Regions from separate parts of the Sus scrofa genome. Here regions 2 and 3 are each linked to region 1. Evidence: chromatin contacts called from public Hi-C data. All regions are on one chromosome and are shown on one strand. The core of a region is the stretch at or near the end of the contact, and the rest is flanking DNA. Distances in the headings are between cores, read along the strand shown. Region 1 holds the start of ZNF281 (zinc finger protein 281). Region 2 has its middle 39 kb from the start of ZNF281. Region 3 has its middle 57 kb from the start of ZNF281.

Evidence for each region. Hi-C and Micro-C count contacts between places; a contact is called where the count stands out from the background.
Region 2: a Hi-C map of liver shows a contact between it and region 1, with 2.0 times the contacts expected there. The contact joins the enhancer-like site here to the promoter of ZNF281 in region 1. A contact is called at or near these places in 1 of 5 promoter capture datasets (liver) and 7 of 47 Hi-C or Micro-C datasets (epiblast stem cells, fetal liver and liver).
Region 3: a contact with region 1 is called in a Hi-C map of liver, with 7 times the contacts expected there. The contact joins the enhancer-like site here to the promoter of ZNF281 in region 1. A contact is called at or near these places in 1 of 5 promoter capture datasets (liver), 12 of 47 Hi-C or Micro-C datasets (embryonic fibroblasts, fetal liver, heart right ventricle and 4 more) and 2 of 2 datasets of contacts at active chromatin or transcription factors (alveolar macrophages and skeletal muscle).

The regions. Positions count from the first base shown.
Region 1 is chr10:23,037,122-23,041,242 of Sscrofa11.1, forward strand. ZNF281 (zinc finger protein 281) reads right to left here and starts at 2,000. Exons shown (of 2, transcript XM_021064496.1): 1 at 1,796-2,000; 2 at 1-1,655. The coding sequence starts at 1,637.
Region 2 is chr10:22,998,686-23,002,273 of Sscrofa11.1, forward strand. No RefSeq gene overlaps it. Among named protein-coding and RNA genes, the nearest start is that of ZNF281, 39 kb to the right of the region's middle. Within about 2 kb of position 2,191, at least 10 of the 83 cell types and tissues checked have an H3K27ac peak or open chromatin away from gene starts, as enhancers often do. A contact at or near this core is called in fetal liver and liver, where this site is marked.
Region 3 is chr10:22,979,943-22,983,550 of Sscrofa11.1, forward strand. No RefSeq gene overlaps it. Among named protein-coding and RNA genes, the nearest start is that of ZNF281, 57 kb to the right of the region's middle. Within about 2 kb of position 1,654, at least 56 of the 83 cell types and tissues checked have an H3K27ac peak or open chromatin away from gene starts, as enhancers often do. A contact at or near this core is called in alveolar macrophages, embryonic fibroblasts, fetal liver and 4 more, where this site is marked.

The sequences.
Region 1 (4,121 bases), core at 750-3,249:
ACACCCGCGGACTGGATGACGGACTGCTGGGAGACCATGTGTCCCACGTTCACGGAAAAGGCACTGTTGCTGCTGGCAGTTGGCAGGTATCTTCTTTTCTTTGAGAACTGCATGGCATCATCGTAATTACTGCCTATTTGACCTTGTTTGCCACTGGTACTTTGCAGAAGACCGATGGTCTCCACACTGCTGCTGGACACTATGCCAAGGGAGCCACTGGGTTTCCCAGACAGGGACTTCTGCCCAACGAGGTCTGGGAGCGGCGACACGAAGTTCAGGTAGTTTTTATCGGTGCTCTTTCGGCTCCCTTTCTTAAAGATCAGTTTTGGCACCCTCTTCTGCAGCTCGTCGATGCCGGAGCCAATGACACCTCCGCTGGAAGACACAGTAGGCATTTCTACTGAGTAGTTCTGCATGCTTATACTGTTTGAGATTGGCGACTCATTTGCTTTCCCGGTCTTGGGTTCCTTGTTTTCAATGGCGAGGCTCTTGGACTTCGCTTTTCTCCTTGAAGAACTTGTATTTCCCTGAGACAACACGGCCAGACTTCCCAGGCTGCTATGGTTTGATGACCCAGGTTCGGAATTGGGGGCCCCTTTCGCTATGGCTTCACCACACGTGCGCCTGTGCTTCAACAGTCTATCAGTCCGTGAAAAATACTGCTGGCAAGTGTCACATTTATATGGCTTTTCTCCACTATGCGTCCGCTTGTGTCTCTCCATATGGTACTTCTGGATGAACTTCATGCTGCACTGGTCACACCCGAAGGGCTTCTCGCGGCTGTGGATCTTCTCGTGCCTCTGCAGCAGGTACTTCTGGATGAAGCCCATGCTGCACTGGCTGCACTGGAAGGGCCGCTCCCCGGTATGGATGAGGACGTGCCTCCGCAGGTGGTAGGAGCTCCGGAAAGCAGCGCTGCAGTGGTCGCAGATGTGAGGTTTCTGACTGGGGGACAGGACGGCGCCTTCTCCGTCTCCAACCAGCGACGGCTTGGAAGATGCGCTCGGCTTCCTCTTGGCTTTGATTCCCTGAGATTCTGGCTTTGGCCTCTTCGCCTTCTTCACGCCCGCGTCCTGCTTGGGCTCCTCGGGCCCGCGGGGGTCGTCGGTCCGGCCGCCGCCGCCCAGCAGCACGTCTCGAGGGTGCGGGGCGGGCGGCGGGTGCAGGACGCTGAGGTCCTGGATGACGCCGGGGCCGCCCCCGTCCCCGCCGCCCAGCGCCGGCGCCCGCTCGTCGGCCCCGGCGAACAGCCCCCCGTAGTGCGGGTGCGGGGCGCCCGGCGGCTCCTCGGGCTCGGCCGGCTTCTCCTGCTTGATGCTGACCAGCGACTGCAGGAAGCCCCAGGAGGTCCTCTGCGCCGGGAAGGCCGCGCCGGGCGCCGCCGGCTCCTTCTTGAAAGTCACGTCCGGGGCGGGCGCCGGGGGGGGCTCGGCGGCCGGGGCCGCGGCCGGGGCGGCGGCCAGCACGCACTGCGGGGGAGGGGCGGCCGCGCCCGCCGGCCGCGCGAAGCTGGCGACCGGGGGCAGCCGGTGGTTGAACATCACCATGCCCGGCGGGAAGCTGGGCTCCATCTCCGCCCGCCCGCCGCTGCCCGCGCCGCCGCCGCCGCCGCTCAGGAACGCGCTGCCGACTTTCATGCCCCGGAGCAGGCCTGGCTGAGGAGAGGAGAGAGGAGTGGGCCGGCCGCCGGCCGCGGACGCCCCCGCCCCGCCCGGCCCGGCCCGGCCCGCACCCCCGCCCGCCGCCGCCGCCGCTGCCGCCGTCGTGGCCGCCGCCGCCGCCGCCCCGCACTTACGGGTCCGCCGCCGCCACCGCCGTCGCCGCCGCCGCCGCCGCCTCCGGTTAATAAAAATAACGCCGTCCTCTCCACAATGGAATTAAAAGCCTGCGCGGCACTGCGCAGCCGCGGCGCGGGGCCTGCCGGGAGCTCGGCGACCGGGCCCGAGGGCCGCTCGGCCGCCCAGCGCGCCTGCGCCGCGGCTTCCGCCCGGCCGCCTGTCAATCACTCGGGCGGTTGGGCGGAGGGAGCCCCCCGAGCGGGGAGGCCCCGGGCGGCCGGGCGCGATTGGTGGGCTGCGCGCCGGCGTGTGGGGGCGGGGCCCGGGGCGTGCTGCTCGGCGGACCCGTGCGGCGTGGCTGGGCGGCCGAAGAGAAAGGCTGCTGAGGCGGGGGTTGAGCGGGCTGCCGGCGGTCGGGGCTCCCACCCCTCTGTGGTTTGCGGGCCCGGCGTTGCAGTCAAGCCCAGACCCAGGCGGGGACGGCTTGGGGCACCGCGGGTTGTGCCTACTTGCGTTAAACTTGCAGTGCTCCGCTTGTACTAAGACTGATAGCCTCGGGTCCCCCTCTTTCGGGTGCAGACACTTGAATAATGGGCGCGTAGCCTCTGCATGGGTGGGAGGAGCCTGCTTTGAAACTGCGGCAGAGGTACCGTTGCAAAAAAAAAAAAAAAAAAAAAAGTTGTCTTACTGCCAACCTACCTGAAGGCTACTGGAAAAGGAAACCGCGTGTGATCCAGGTGCGGCAGCCCTGTAAAACACACCCACACACATGTTTCATCATCAGATGGTTTTTAAATGCCCACATACCTTCTCGGTCTGGCTAATGAGTCTGCCGGCCAGGTTCTACTGCTGCCTGGTTTCTTCTATTATTTAAAAAGAGGTGGATGCCAGGCTCTTCTAAGCTCTACCCAGATCCACTCCGCCCGCCCCAGTACAGAATACTGAGAAATGCAGTCAAAATGACGAATTGCCCTCTTAAGGGAACATTACAAAGTAAAATCTTGAAATCAAAGATCAACAAAAATCAAACAAATATTTATTCAGTGCCTAAGGTGCAAACAAGGGCACCCACTTTGATGTTTAAGTGTGCAAAAATCTAAACCAGCAACTTTTCTGACCAAGAGTAGATGTAAATAACAATTTTTTTTTCCCATAAAAGAGCCAGAACCATGAGAATAATTTCTTTTCATGGTACGTTTCATAATGAAATTACAAGTCAACTGTCTCACTATTTCTAGCCATAGGACTTCTCATAATTAAGTAATAAATGACTCCCCCGAGAAATTTTGCAACTGGAACCATAAAGATCATTAACTAATCCTTGTGGGCCTCTCCGAGCCTGCTCCAAAGCTTAAAAGACAATATTTAATGAGTATTTTGAGACAAGAAATACTAGTATCTTTGTAACATCATGCAACGCCACAGATGCCATTCTGCCACTTAAACTGAAGTTTGAATGCTGTCAAGTATAGTTAAGTGTTAAAAGAAGGACTGAAGATTCAAAAACTTAAGGCAGTAGTAAAATATTCGTCGATGCCTATGAGAAATGAGGCTGTCCCTTTCATCAGGGTGTCAGTGTTTAATGGTAAGCTGGGATGCCTATAAGCTAGTCCAAGCGTGAAGGGCAGCAGGACACTCCTAGGAAAAGCCAACTTTGTTCCTCAGTTATCAAGATAAGAAACCTGTCATTTCTCTCATTCACTCTGTCAGCCTTGAGATACTCCAAGCAGACTTAGCTCTGTCTCGTACACCCCATATATCAGGAAGATGAAGAGACCCTGTGAAATAAAATGGAGGGAAAAAGCTGTTAACGCTAATCATTTCAGCAGTGGAAATACGTGAAATAAACTTTCCTGGGAACAGACAAAAGAAGACACACTTCATCAAGGTCAATTTATTTTTCTATTTTTCAACATTAGAAGCTGTACCTTGAACATTTATAAGATAACATACCCAGCACATCACTTAGAATGGTTGTGCTATTTAGTTCTTTAGAAATAAAAAATAAAAATTGGGAGTTCCCATCGTGGCACAGTGGTTAACGAATCCGACTAGGAACCATGAGGTTGCCGGTTCGGTCCCTGCCCTTGCTCAGTGGGTTAACGACCCGGCATTGCTGTGAGCTGTGGTGTAGGTTGCAGACGTGGCTCAGATCCCGCGTTGCTGTGGCTCTGGTGTAGGCCGGGGGCTACAGCTCCGATTGGACCCCTAGCTTGGGAATCTTCATATGCTGCAGCAGCAGCACAAGAAATAGCAAAAAAGACCAAAAAAAAAAACAAAAAACAAAAAAAGAAACAACAACATCACAGGTAAATAGCATTAACTAGAAAAATCAATATGCCC
Region 2 (3,588 bases), core at 941-3,440, 38 kb before region 1:
CCAACTTAAAAATAAAGGAGCCACAGATGTGGTGGGTAACCAGCCCACACAGCTAGTGAGCAGGTGGAGAATCCCTTGACCTGGCAGTTGAGCTCCAGACAGAGTCTGTTCTCTGATCTCTTCCTGCACAAACTGTCTCCCTCTGGGGCAAAGGCTGGGGGAGCATGCGAGTCAGAGAATGAAGAAACAAGGACAGGACAGCACGGAGGGTGAGAGCACAAAGGCTGTGTCTAGGAGTTCCCGTTGTGGCGCATCAGAAACGAATCCAACTAGGACCCGTGAGGTTGGGGATTCGATCCCTGGCCTCACTCAGTGGGTTAAGGATCCATTGTTGCCATGAGCTGTGGCGTAGGTCGCAGACGTGGCTCAGATCTGGCGTTGCTGTGGCTGCGGTGTAGGCTGGCAGCAACAGCCCTGATTGGACCCCTAGCCTCGGAACCTCCATATGCTGCGGGTGCAGCCCTAAAAAGACAAAAGACAAAAGACAAAAAAAAAAAAAAAAAGGCTGTGTCTAGAAATAGCAGTGGTTGCCGTTTGCTATACTATACTATTATTTAAAGCATGGCAGCTTCAGAGAGATGTGGTCAGAAGCCCTAAATTTAAATGTCGACTCGCTAGGGACAAGTAATGACCTCTATGAAACTCAGTTTTGTTTTTTTTGTTTTTTTTTTGTTTTTTTCCATCTGCAAGATAAATCTAACCCAAAACTCAAAGATTAATCCTGAAGATAAAGGGACAACACTCACATGAAAATATACTTCATTCGCTCTATACAATGTTATCTCTGCAGCTGGTGATGCTGGAGAAAGGTCCCCCAGAGCTGATAACACACCATCACTTCTTCATAAAAAGCTGAAGCTGAAGCTCAGGGGAAATGAATCTGACTAGTATCCATGAGGATGAGGGTTCAATCCCTGGCCTCGCTCAGGGGGTTATGGATCCGGCCTTGCCATGAGCTGTGGTGTAAGTCGCAGATGCGGCTTGAATCTGGAGTTGCAGTGGCTGTGGCACAGGCTGGTGGCTACAGCGCCAATTGGACCCCTAGCCTGGGAACCTCTATATGCCGGGGGTATGTCCCTAAAAAATAAAATAAAATAGGTGCCTCAGTCGATTCCCTTAACACACACACTTTTGTAAGGTCCCTAGAGAATTCACTTGGTGTCTTGGTTTGTTTATGACACTTATACAAACCCAAAGGCAATTCCCAGGACTCAACCGAAGTTAGTCTCCCCTTGGAAAGGCAGGTGCCTAAATTTCCGTACACATTTCTAAAAGGCCTGGGGAGTCTGATCTCTGGTAATCGATCCACCACTCTAGTAAGAGGACTTGGGAACAGTCTCCTTGCAGTAAACAACATTGATGAAGAGAGCAAACAAGGACCCACGTTTCCACTGTTCAAATAAAAAATTTCCAACTTAAACCTCTATTTTGAAATCAAACTCCCCGGTCTTACATAAACGGCCAGGTATCCAAAGAATGCATTTGTCTGGATTCAAGTGTGCTGCCTGCCATGTTTCACATTTACACGTTTGCCTAGTGCCTCCCTCCCCTTTCCTGATGTGTTTTGCAACCGATGAAAATGTCAATAGTCTCAGCTCTTCTGTAAAGAAGGAAACACACAACAGTGGGTCACTGGTCAGGGTGACTCACGGACAGAGTCAATAGGCGACCCATGAGCCTGCAGCCTGGCATTCCCAGTTCCTAACAGCACCCGCTTCCACTAACCCCCGGAAGGTACCCCCCCTCGTCCCCCAAGACGAGGCTTCTTGGAGGCCTGGGGACCAAAGAGTCCCCAAAGTGTTCTCCTCGAAAAGTCATCAAGCACCACAGTTTGGGGCATTTACCTTAACTTCTCTATTCTGATCTATGGACGTTTCCTGTCTAGAAAATGGACATATTCAGAAGCTCTTCTGTCTCCAGCGTTGAATAACTGATGCCTCTAAATTCCTCATGCCCTAAGGGACAGGTTGTGTTTGCTTGTTTTTTGTCTTCTTAGGGCCACACCCGCAGCATAGGGAGGTTCCCAGGCTAGAGGTGGAATCAGAGCTCCAGCTGCCGGCCTACACCACAGCCTTGCAACTCGGGATCCGAGTAGCATCTTCCGCCTACAGCACAGCTCACGACAATGCCAGATCCTTAACCCACTCAGCGAGGCCAGGGGTTGAACCTGCAATCCTGATGGATGCTAGTCGTGTTTGTTAACCACTGAGCCACGACAGGAACTCCCTAAGGGACCCTTCTTTTGATCCAACACAGCACCAGGGTAAACAAATCTAGAGATAAGCCACTGGACCATATTTCCTTAAAAAGTAATTAGAGTAGCGAAAGAACAGGGTATAAAGTATGGACATACCTCCTTTCATTGTTTTTTGCTTTGCAGACAATGTGTTTTTTACAAATGAAAGGTTTGTGGCAGCTCTGCTGTCAGAGGATGATTAGCCTTTCTTTATCAATCAAGTCTTCTTTGTTGTTGTTTTTAGTTTGGGTTTTTTTTTTTTTGGACCACAGGCATACAGAAATTCCTGGGCCAGGGATCGAACCCGTGCCACAGCTATAATCAGAGCCACAGCAGTGACAACATTGGAACCTTAGCCCATGGGGCCACAGAGAACTCCCCATAAAGTATTTTTTAATTAAAAAAAAAAAAAAAAGGAGTCCCGTCGTGGCGCAGTGGTTAACGAATCCAACTAGGAACCATGAGGTTGTGGGTTCGATCCCTGCCCTTGCTCAGTGGGTTAACGATCAGGCCTTGTCATGAGCTGTGGTGTAGGTCGCAGACATGGCTCGGATCCTGCGTTGCTGTGGCTCTGGCGTAGGCTGGTGGCTACAGCTCCAATTCGACCCCTAGCCCGGGAACCTCCATATGCCTCGGGAGCGGCCAAAGAAAAGGCAAAAAGACAAAAAAAAAAAAGGTAGCCAGTAGTCAGAACTAAAAGCTGGTGTGCTTGGTTCCAGGCTTCAATCTTTAGAATGTCTGAAACTAAGGGATTCCACCCTTTAACATTTGCTTTTGGTTTTTTTTAGGGCCACATCTGCAGCATGTGGAGGTTCCCAGGCTGGGGGTCAAATTGGAGCTGGAGCTGTAGGCCTACGCCACAGTCACAGCCACACAGGATCCAAGGCACTTCTTCGACCTACACCACAGCTCACAGCAATGCTGAATCCTTAACCCACTGAACAAGGCCAGGGGTGGAACACAATTCCTCATGGATACTAGCAGGTTCATTACCGCTGAACCACACAGGAACTCCTAATATTATTTACTTGTTTTTTTGTTTTGTTTTGTTTTTGTTTTTTGGTCTTTCTCTCTTTTTTAGGGCTGAACCTGCGGCATGTCAAATCGGAGCTGTTGCTGCCAGCCTACACCACAGCCACAGCAATGCAGGATCCAAGCCAAATCTGCGACCTACACCACGGCTCACAGAAATGCTGGATCCTTAAGCCACTGAGCAAGGCCAGGGATCGAACCAGCAACCTCATGGTTCCTAGCAAGATTCGTTTCTGCTGCACCACGACAGCAACTTCACTAGGCTGTATTGCTGCCTTATTTTATTTCCCTTAAAAAAGTAATTGTTGGAGTTCCTGTTG
Region 3 (3,608 bases), core at 404-2,903, 58 kb before region 1:
CTCATCTCAAGATGCTTAACTTCTGGAGTTTCCGTCGTGGCTCAGAGGTTAACGAATCCGAGTAGGAACCATGAGGTTTTCGGGTTCGACCCCAGGCCTCGCCCAGTGGGTTAAGGATCCGGCGTTGCCGTGAGCTGTGGTGTAGGTTGCAGACGCGGCTCGGATCCCTCATTGCTGTGGCTGTGGTGTAGGCCGGCGGCTACACTTCCGATTAGATCCCTAGCCTGGGAACCTCCATATGCTGCAGGGGTGGCCCTAAAAAAGAAAAAGAAAAAAAAAAAAAAGATTCTTAACTTCTTCATATCAGCAAAGACCCTTTTTCCGAATAAAGGGAACATTCATAGGTTGCTCCAGATCATTCATGAATGACCTTAACTTGGCTACATGGTCACTGCCTGCCAGCAAATAAATGTGCAAGTCCTGACCTACTGGAAAAGCACCACTGAAACAGTTGACTGGGGGCAAGGACCCTCTCAGATGCTAAAGCCATGGGTGAAAGTTCCCTGGAAGGAAAGATATTCACACAAACCCTAAGAAGTATCACCAGCAATTACTTCCTAATTACAGAAGGTACAGCTCTGTGAAGCTGGGGAGCCAGCTGAATAGTTTTTTTCTTTTTCCTTTTTGGCCGCACCTGCAGCATGCAGAGGTTCCCCAGCCAGGGATGGAGCCCGTGCCACAGCAGTGACAGTGCCGGATCCCCAACCCGATGCACTACCAGGAAACGCCAAGACTTACTTTATAACTGGGGTGGTGGGCCAGAGTGGGGAGAATAATGAGAATATTCAAAAAGGAGAACAAAAGGAGTTCCCAGTGGCTCAGCGGGTTAAGGGTCCAACCCTGTCACTGCTATGGCTTGGGTCCAAATCCTGGCCGGCGGAACCTCTGCATGCTGCCAGCATGGCCAAAGGAAAAAAAAAAAAGGCAAACAAAAAAATACATTCATATTAAGTATTAATAGAGGAGTTCCCATGGTGGCTCAGTGGTTAAGAAGTCTGACTAGGAACCATGAGGTTTTGGGTTTGATCCCTGGCCTCGCTCAGTGGGTTAAGGATCCTGCGTTGCCGTGAGCTGTGGTGTACATCGCAGATGCGGCTTGGATCCTGTGTTGCTGTGGCTGTGGCGTAGGCCGGCAGCTGCAGCTCCGATTGGACCCTTGCCTGGGAACCTCCATGTTCCGCGGGTGCGGCCCTGGAAAAGACAAAAAAAAAAAGAAAGATTCAAAAAGAAAAGTATTAATACAGGTTAGATTATGTGAGAATTTCTGACTTTTGTTAACATTCTTAATTCGTTACAATCCATATGCATTGATCACCTGTACACACCCCCAAATCCCCCATCTGAAAAAAATAAATAAAAGGAATGATGGACTATTTAACGGGGTGGGGGGGGAGCGGAATACTCACCTCACGTTCACCCTCACTCCCAGCATGACTCCTATCCACCTCACCTGGTGGTTTGGGGGAGTCCTCCTGTAATCTTTCATCAGCCACAAGGAACAGGCCTGGTTGGCGGCTGACCGCCTCCCTCCCTCTCTCTCTCCCTCTCTCTGACTTCTGCCCGGGCCTGGGGAACTGCCTTCCAGACACTGAGACCCCGCCCCTAGCTGGGCGGGGCTGTCCATCAAAACCCAACCCCACCCACCCGTCCCGCCCCTCCGATCCACCCGCCCTTCTCTGTAATCTTTTTCATCGCCCCTGACTAGGCTCTGTGCTTCCCTGAACCCAAGGCTATTTCATTTCATGCCAAAAATACTCACCCTGAGGTCATTCCTACGGACAAGCTCAGGGGACGCTCTACACCCTCTGAACTTATTGCAAAATTGCGTGCGTGCAGATGTGTGCCTTGTTCTGGGAAAGCAGACCCACAATTTCACCAGAGTCTCAAATCTCCCGTGACCCAGAAGAGAGCAAGAAACACCATTTAATTCTCATTTGGTCTTAACATGCTACCCATTCCACTGTAACTTCCAGGATTTACCCAGTGCCTCGTGCCCTTGGTGTTGGAGAAGAGACCAGCTTTTCTCTTTTCAGCAGGCTGCTGGATTCAACTCAGTGGAGTCCACGTGCTGGCCCTGACCAAGTGGAAAGGGGACATTTTTTAAAAGACGGGAAAGAAAACATTAACTCAGAGTTTCAGGATGGCTCGGCGGGTTAAGGATCCAGTATTGTCACTGCTGTGGCATGGATACAATCCACGTGCAAAAAAAAAAAAAAAAAAAAAAGAGAGAGAGAGAGAGAGAGAAGGAAGGAGGGAAGTTAGGGAGAGAGGAAGGAAGGAAGGAAGGGAGCCTAACTCCTCCAGTTTAAAGATCCTATCACAACCCAAACCAGAATAAAAGTGAAAGTGAACTTCGCACGCATTTCTGAGCCTCCCACGAGGCTGGGATTGAGGACCAGGCTGCATTGCATCCTGTCTCCTGACTCACTTCTGACTTCAGTAACCGTTCCTCTCAGACCCACTGCACCTCACTTCCTGCTTGTGCAACTTGGAAAAGTTCTTGCCCCTTATCTGGGGAATGAGGAGGATGGAAAGGCAGCAGATGACGCCGGATGCTTCTCGGACACATCACCAGCATCCCCGCTAATCTCCTCATCCCAGAGTCTGTGGTTGCATGTCCTGAGGGGCTGCCCCCCCTGAGGTCTAAAATATGCCCAGAGGTGCTCAGAGTTAGCAGGGATTGGTAGAACCCTGGGCAGGTACACAGCCTAACCATACCCCCGAGGTGCATTTCTCAGCACTCTTAACCCATGTTCCCATTTGATAAACATTAGGAATCTCACTCCCCTTTTGTTTATTTCTTTATGTCATTTTTGACACACACACCCCCCCTCGGTTCATGGAGTTCCCAGGCCAGGGATCAAGCCACAGTCACAACCTAAGCCTCAGCTCTGGTAGTACCGATCCTTAACCCACTGTGCCAGGCTGGGGATCAAACCCGAGTCCCAGTGCTCCCAAGACTCCACCGATCCTATTGCACCATAGCGGGAGCTCCCCACCCCCTAGAGTTTGTATGATGAAAACAAGGGTCTGGCATTCCCGGGTGGTGGGTTAAGGATGCTTAAGGATCCGACATGGGCACTGCAGCAGCTCAGGTCGCTGCTGTGGCGCAGGTTCCATCCCTGGCCCAGGAACTTCTACATGCCTCAAAAAAAAAAAAAAAAAAAAAAAAATAGAAAAATGAAAAGAGGATCTGGGTTTTTTCCCCTTTTACAGCACAGGCGCCTACAATAAATACTACTCAGTGAAAAGGAATGAACTAGGGATTTGTAACAGCTTGGCTGAACCAAATGTATTGTTCTACCAGCTGGAAGAAGCCAGACCAAAAAGAAGAAGAGGAGGTGAGATATGAGTTCCTCTCATACCAGCCCCCACCCTCCACCCCACAGGCGCCTCTGGGTGGGGGAGGGAGCGGAGCTGGAGGGTTCCTTCTTGACGGTGATGTTTGACCAAACTTGCCACACATGTGCATTTACTGTATGTGAATTCCACATCAATGAGGCAGTTTGGAAAAATTCTATCATGCCCCTGAATTTCCTAGAGAAGATTGAACATTGAACATTGTCCACCCTGCCCCATAAAACTTGTTCTACAAGTGAGTTCAGGAG